Linked DNA regions of Anas platyrhynchos: region 2 is linked to region 1. Evidence: chromatin contacts called from public Hi-C data. All regions are on one chromosome and are shown on one strand. The core of a region is the stretch at or near the end of the contact, and the rest is flanking DNA. Distances in the headings are between cores, read along the strand shown.

Region 1 (3,088 bases), core at 277-2,776:
ACAAGAACGTGTAAGATAGAAGAGAGATTTTTTTCACAAACCATCTTTCTATTGCGACTTCAAGAAGAAAAGTAATTCAAAGCAGAAAAGGAATGGAAGAATATCCAAATGCCATACTCTGATTTCTGTTCTATTTCTATTTCTATTAAGACTTAAAAAAATAAATATTTCTGTAAATATGAAAAAAAGTAAGTTGAAACTCTTCATAGCATGGCTTCCATAATTAATGCTTTATGGAAAACAATCTCAAGATAATCCTAACAAAATCTGAAATGACAGCTAACATGCCTAGATTTGAAATGCAGAGATAGTAGTGGATATAAGAGAAATAACTTCATTAAAGCAGTCTTATTTACCCTGTCCCCTTCTTTAACACTTCACATTTTAAAGAAATCCTTGATTTAGACAAAGGAAGAAACTTCTTCCTTTGTATTCTGCTTTCTCTGCTCTGCACTTCCCACTACATCTCCATCTAAGACATCATCACATACCCCTAACGCCCTCCAGCAGTTTCACAACCTTACTGCTTTGAGGCACTGTCCTGCCCCTATTTCTATCAACATTTTGGGTGTATATCCAGTCCAAACGGGGGCTGGACTAAGGGTGACTGTGCAGCTCACAGGAGCTCGCAAATACCACAAATGAGGTAGCACACATAACCTTCAACTGCAACCCATGGACGCACACGTTGTGCGAGCATCGTTAGCTTACAGGATAGTTTTTAACATGTATTTCTGTCTTTCTCAGTGAAGAGAATGGGCCAGGGTCACTGAAAAAGCAGTTATTCAATGTCCTTGTTTAATGATCGTCATCGTTATGTTCTCTTAGCCCTGCTGAGAAGGCAGGAGAGACCACAAGCGGCCTGGTCACACTCTTACTGTGGTGTCCACAAACTATTTGCATTTACTCTACAGCAGCCGTTGTGTGGTGCTGGTTTCGTCATGCGCCAAGCAGAGCATTAATTACGTGGGTGTTAATTGGAAGTGCCCGTGACTCGCACAGCGTGGTTTATGAAGGTTATGGTGACTTAAGGGGAGGCTGGCCGTGGTGCTTAGGGACACGGTTGAGTGGTGGCAGTGGGTGGTCGGACATGGAGCCCCTGGAGCCCTCCTCCAGCCCTAAGGGCTGTGGAACTGCCCCCATCACTAACGGCTCCCACACCCACTGCCCCTCACCGCGCCTCATGGAGCCTGTGATTGGTTGGTTTGCCTGTCAATCAGAGATTTTCCCTCCCCCCGCACGGCCGCGGTGAGGGGGCGGTGGGAGGGGCGAGGCCCTGACCTCTCGCGCTTCGATTGGACAAAGCGGTTGTCATTCACTCCCACTAGGCTCCGCCTCCTTGCCAATTTACCGGTAGGGGGAAATGCCGCAGAGCTCCCCCACGCGATCTGATTGGCCCAGCCGAAACGCCACTCAAACCACGGCCCCGCCCCCTAGCGAGGCAGCGCCTCACCTGACGGGCCGGGCCGGGGAGTGGGCGGGGCTATCCCCTCGGTCCCGCCCCTCCGCCGGGAACCCCGCCCTCTCATTGGCCGCGCCGGCTGCCCGTCAGCGCTCGGCAGGGGGGGGCCGGGCGTCTTCCCGGCCGGGCCTGGCAGTGCGGCGGCGGCCGGCGGCGGGGGTGCCATGGGGCGGAGGGGCGTGGTGCCCGCGGCGGTGCTGCTGGTCGCGGCCTGCCTGGCCGGTGAGGCGGCGGGGGCAGGGAGGGAGTGAGGTGGGCGGCCGGTAGCGGCTGGTAACGGCCGTAACGGTCGTTAACGGCCGGTCGCGCGCCTCAACGGCCAGGCCGCAGCGGTTGGGAAGGGGCGCGCGCGGGGGCGGGTGGGGGAGGGCTGGGGTTGGGGGGCGAGCGGCGGCTCAGCATGGGCTCTGTGGGCTGGGGGGGCGTCGTGTGGGGGCGGGGGCTGGCTGGGGAACGAGGGGACCCCAAAGGCCACCTGGTTCCGCCCCCCTGCCATGGGCAGGGACACCTCCCCCCAGCCCAGGCTGCCCAAAGCCCCATCCAGCCTGGCCTTGAGCACCTCCAGGGATGGGGCAGCCACAGCTTCTCTGGGCAGCCTATGCCAGGGCCTCACCAGCCTCCAGTTACAGAATTTCTTCCAAATATCTATCCTAAATCCATCTTCTTTCAGTTTAAACCATTCCCCCTTGTCCTGTCACTATTTGATTGAGCAAAGCTGTAATTGTAAATTCCTTCTTAAGCAAACTGTCATGGAAACCTGCATGTTTTTCAAGATATGGTTTGCTATACCATTACACTTGATAGCAGGCCACCCAGAGAACCTATATCAATTTAAAACAAAAGTGTTTTTGAACCGGCTCCGTATGCATCTGTTGATTTGGCCTCCTGCCTGCCTTTTGCCACCCTTCCCTGACCTGCTTCACAGTACTTTGTTCCTTTAGTGTGTTTATTGTAACATAGCTCAGGTTTACTGTCAACATTGGTATGCATGATCATGACCCAGGTTTAAAGCAACATCTTCAAGGTCGAATTGGTTAAACTAATGTCAAGACAAATTATAATTGCGCTTCACATCAGTTACTACTGATGCTTGCTTTTTTTATGTGTGTATGTGTAGGGCCTTTAGATTTACAGATCCCCTGGAGAAGTACTTTCTATAGCTGCTCAGGCTGGTAACTAATTTTCAGTGGTCATGAGAGTAGCTGCTTATATTTTCTTTAAAAGTTTACCACAAATGTGTAAGTTTGAAGCACGTAATCAGACTGATGGTGTAATTGGAACTGAAGCTTAGGTGGCCTGCAAGTATTTGTTGCTTTCTTCCTTGGTTTTCTTAAGCATTGTATCAGATCATTTTTATGGTAGAAGCATATTTCTGAAACTCTGCATTGTGTGTGTGACTGCTTACATACAGATTTGCACCAAATATGTTTTAGAATTGATTTAGATAAGCTGTTAGGTGTTTGTGTACACACAGTCTTGCTGTTCTGCCTAAGTGACGTTAAGTAGGCAGCTAGACTGAAATAACTCTCTCATTTCTATGTAGTCCTCTCTGACCTTATTACAGCATAAATGGCATTGTACTACACCCTACAAGGATATGTAGTCAGCTTTGTTGTTGAATGTAAC
Region 2 (3,087 bases), core at 369-2,868, 230 kb after region 1:
CCTCGAGTACTGTGTTCAGTTTTGGGCCCCTCGCTACAAGAAGGACATCGAGGTGCTTGAGCGGGTCCAAAGAAGGGCGACGAAGCTGGTGAGGGGCCTGGAGAACAAGTCCTACGAGGAGCGGCTGAGGGAGCTGGGCTTGTTCAGCCTGGAGAAGAGGAGGCTCAGGGGCGACCTTATCGCTCTCTACAGATACCTTAAAGGAGGCTGTGGAGAGGTGGGGGTTGGCCTGTTCTCCCATGTGCCTGGTGACAGGACGAGGGGGAATGGGCTAAAGTTGTGCCAGGGGAGGTTTAGGTTAGATGTTAGGAAGAATTTCTTTACTGAAAGGGTTGTTAGGCACTGGAACGGGCTGCCCAGGGAGGTGGTGGAGTCACCATCCCTGGAAGTCTTCAAAAGACGTTTAGATGTAGAGCTTAGGGATATGGTTTAGTGGGGACTGTTAGTGTTAGGTTAGAGGTTGGACTCAATGATCTTGAGGTCTCTTCCAACCTAGAAATTCTGTGATTCTTTCATCAAACTCAATTACTTTAAGTATCAAATCCACTCTTCCTGCGCTCTCAAGATGAGTGTGTTCTGAAAGGATGAAGAAATTACGAGGTTTTGGGGGCATCAGGCTGGGTACACACTGCTTGGGGTCTCAGTCACTGACAACCAGAAAACAGCGACAGCGCACTGCCTGACACACTGGGGCACTGCCCACATGGCAGCACGGCCTTGCTTCAATTGGTTGTGCTTATAACTTTTTTTAAGATGCAGCCTACTCTCAGGGCACCTCCCTTCCCTCTCATGGTTCGTGCGTTACAGAGAACTCAGAGTGATGCAGAAGGACGCTCGAATTTCTGCATCAGCAAAGCTCTAACAGAAAACCGTGCTGCTGCCTACAGGTCATCCACTTTCCTACTGATATACAGCCACAGATTTCTCATTTAATGTTTTAAGGAACAGATTTAACAGAACATCAGGAGAGTATATAACAAGGAGCCAGCTTTAAGCACGATCCCTCACACACGCGAGGTTTGGGGGTGGGCCGCAGCCCCCTTTACCCACCCGCCGGCCGTACCTTGACGATGCCCTTGATGTAGCCGTGCCTCTCGGCGAAGTCGACGGCGCGGAGCTTGGCCGGGCCCTTCCTGTGCTTGACGTGGGCGCGGAACACGGACCCGGCGCCTTTCCTCTGGCCTCGGATGACGCGGCCCATGGCGCCCTGCGGGCACAGGCGACGGCACGGGGCCGGCCGTTAGCGCCGGGCAGCACCCGGCAGCTCCCCCCCTCCCCCCAATCCCCTCCGTGCCTCCCCCTCAGCCCTCCCGCCGCCATCACCGCCCGGCTAGGCCGCAGCGCGCCCCGCCGCCCTCCGCGGCGCAGCCCGGCCCGGCCGCGCGGGGAGATGAACGAAGGAGGACCCGAGCAGGGCCGGGGAGGGCGGCTGAGGGCCCGATGGCGCCGTCCGGGGCCGGATGGCGATGGATGGCGGCGGATGATGGCGGCCGCGCTCCTACCTGCGCTGCGGCCTCGCTGGGAAAGGAGGAGGCGCTGACGTCACCGCGGCGCCAAGGCTCTTCCGGCGCGCGGCGCGAGGGAGGGAGGGCGCGCGGCGGTGACGTCACTGCCTGGCAACCGGGCGGGCCCGGCTGCGGGCGGGGGGGGGGGCTGATGGCGGGGTTATTTATTTATTTTATTTTATTTTATTTTATTTTGGTTTATTATTTTTTATATTTTATTTTTGTTTTATTATTTTTTATGTTTTATTTTATTTATTTTTATTTATTTTTATTTATTTTTTATTTTTTCCTTATTTTTTCTCTATTTTTTATTTTATTTTATTTATTTTATTTCATCTTTATTTTTTCTTTTTTTCTTTTTCATTTTATTTTTATTTTTTCTTTATTTTTTCTTTTTATTATTTTTATTTTCTCTTTTTCTTTATCTATCTATTTATTCTTTTTTAAGATTTCTGTCCTGTCCTGTTCACACTAAGAAGCGACTTAAAATAAAAAAAAAACCCTCCAGCCACTTCACGCTGCCTGTGTCCGATTTTTATCAATACCATTTAGAGCGTAACTGGGAGATAACGCAAAGCACGGCGAGTGTCGTAGTGCTCCTAATCAGTTTGTGCCATGCCCTGGAAGGTGCAATGGAAAATGCCTTCATGCCTTTAACACCCCACTATGTCTTTAGCATCACAAGCCCTTCCCCTTCTTGAAGAGGTGGCTACAGCTGACCCAATTCACCTTTTCACTACTAATGGTCTATGTGTAGGCCCCACATAAGCAATCACTTTAAACTGAACCCAAGCATCCAATTTCTTAACAGCTAACCTTCAAGGTGCCAGCTGCTCAGCCCAAGCCCCGTTTGGGAGATTACAGCTTGAGATACTACCACAAACTGCTGCTGATTTTGGTTTACATTGATGCACAGAGTGACTAACTCGAGATTTTGATTTATGGCTCCTGATGGCCTTAGATGTGGGGGCAGCTTTTGCAACTAAATCCGACAAAAGTCCGAGCCTTAAGGAACTACCCACATTTCCAAATAATGCCCATAAATCCAGGAGATTGTATTGGTCACTCCCCTTTCACGTTCTGTGTAGCAAATTAATTAAGGACTTAGTAATCAATTACACAAGAAGAGACATGATTGTGTAATGATTTAGTACACTCATTAATTTTATTATCCTGCACCAACTAAACCCTGTATTCATTTTATTATTATTTAATTCATGGTGCAGTCTTGCACTGCTATCACCACGAAGTTGCAATCTTTCAATTATACCATGGGCTTGGTCAGCCACCTAGCAGCTAAGGCAGTGCAGCAACACGGACAATGAGTCCGAAACCAGAACAGTCCCTTGTTCCTCCCCACCAGCTTTTTGAATACTCTGAATATTTTTAGAGATGTCCATACCACGAGTGTGAAGAGCTCTGAGCTCACCATCTCAAGGGATGCAGTTTTAGCCCTTCCTCCTGGTAATGCTGAACTGTTACTACTCATGTGTATCACTGCAGCACCTCAGGCTGTGTTGCCACGTGTTGTTTTTTTTTTTGGGTCAGAGCATGCTGCATGCCCAGAGATGGTTGCAGTCCC

What was found. Hi-C and Micro-C count contacts between places; a contact is called where the count stands out from the background.
Region 2: a contact with region 1 is called in a Hi-C map of subcutaneous adipose tissue, with 2.9 times the contacts expected there. The contact joins the promoter of RPL8 here to the promoter of ATP6AP2 in region 1. A contact is called at or near these places in 3 of 8 Hi-C or Micro-C datasets (skeletal muscle and subcutaneous adipose tissue).

What each region holds. Positions count from the first base shown.
Region 1 is chr1:122,796,508-122,799,595 of IASCAAS_PekinDuck_T2T, forward strand. It overlaps ATP6AP2 (ATPase H+ transporting accessory protein 2), which reads left to right and starts at 1,527. Exons shown (of 9, transcript XM_027449006.3): 1 at 1,527-1,684. The coding sequence starts at 1,627.
Region 2 is chr1:123,021,574-123,024,660 of IASCAAS_PekinDuck_T2T, forward strand. It overlaps RPL8 (ribosomal protein L8), which reads right to left and starts at 1,619. Exons shown (of 6, transcript XM_027449001.3): 1 at 1,503-1,619; 2 at 1,064-1,207. The coding sequence starts at 1,201. LOC106014871 (a long non-coding RNA gene) reads left to right here and starts at 1,933. Exons shown (of 3, transcript XR_001186512.5): 1 at 1,933-3,087.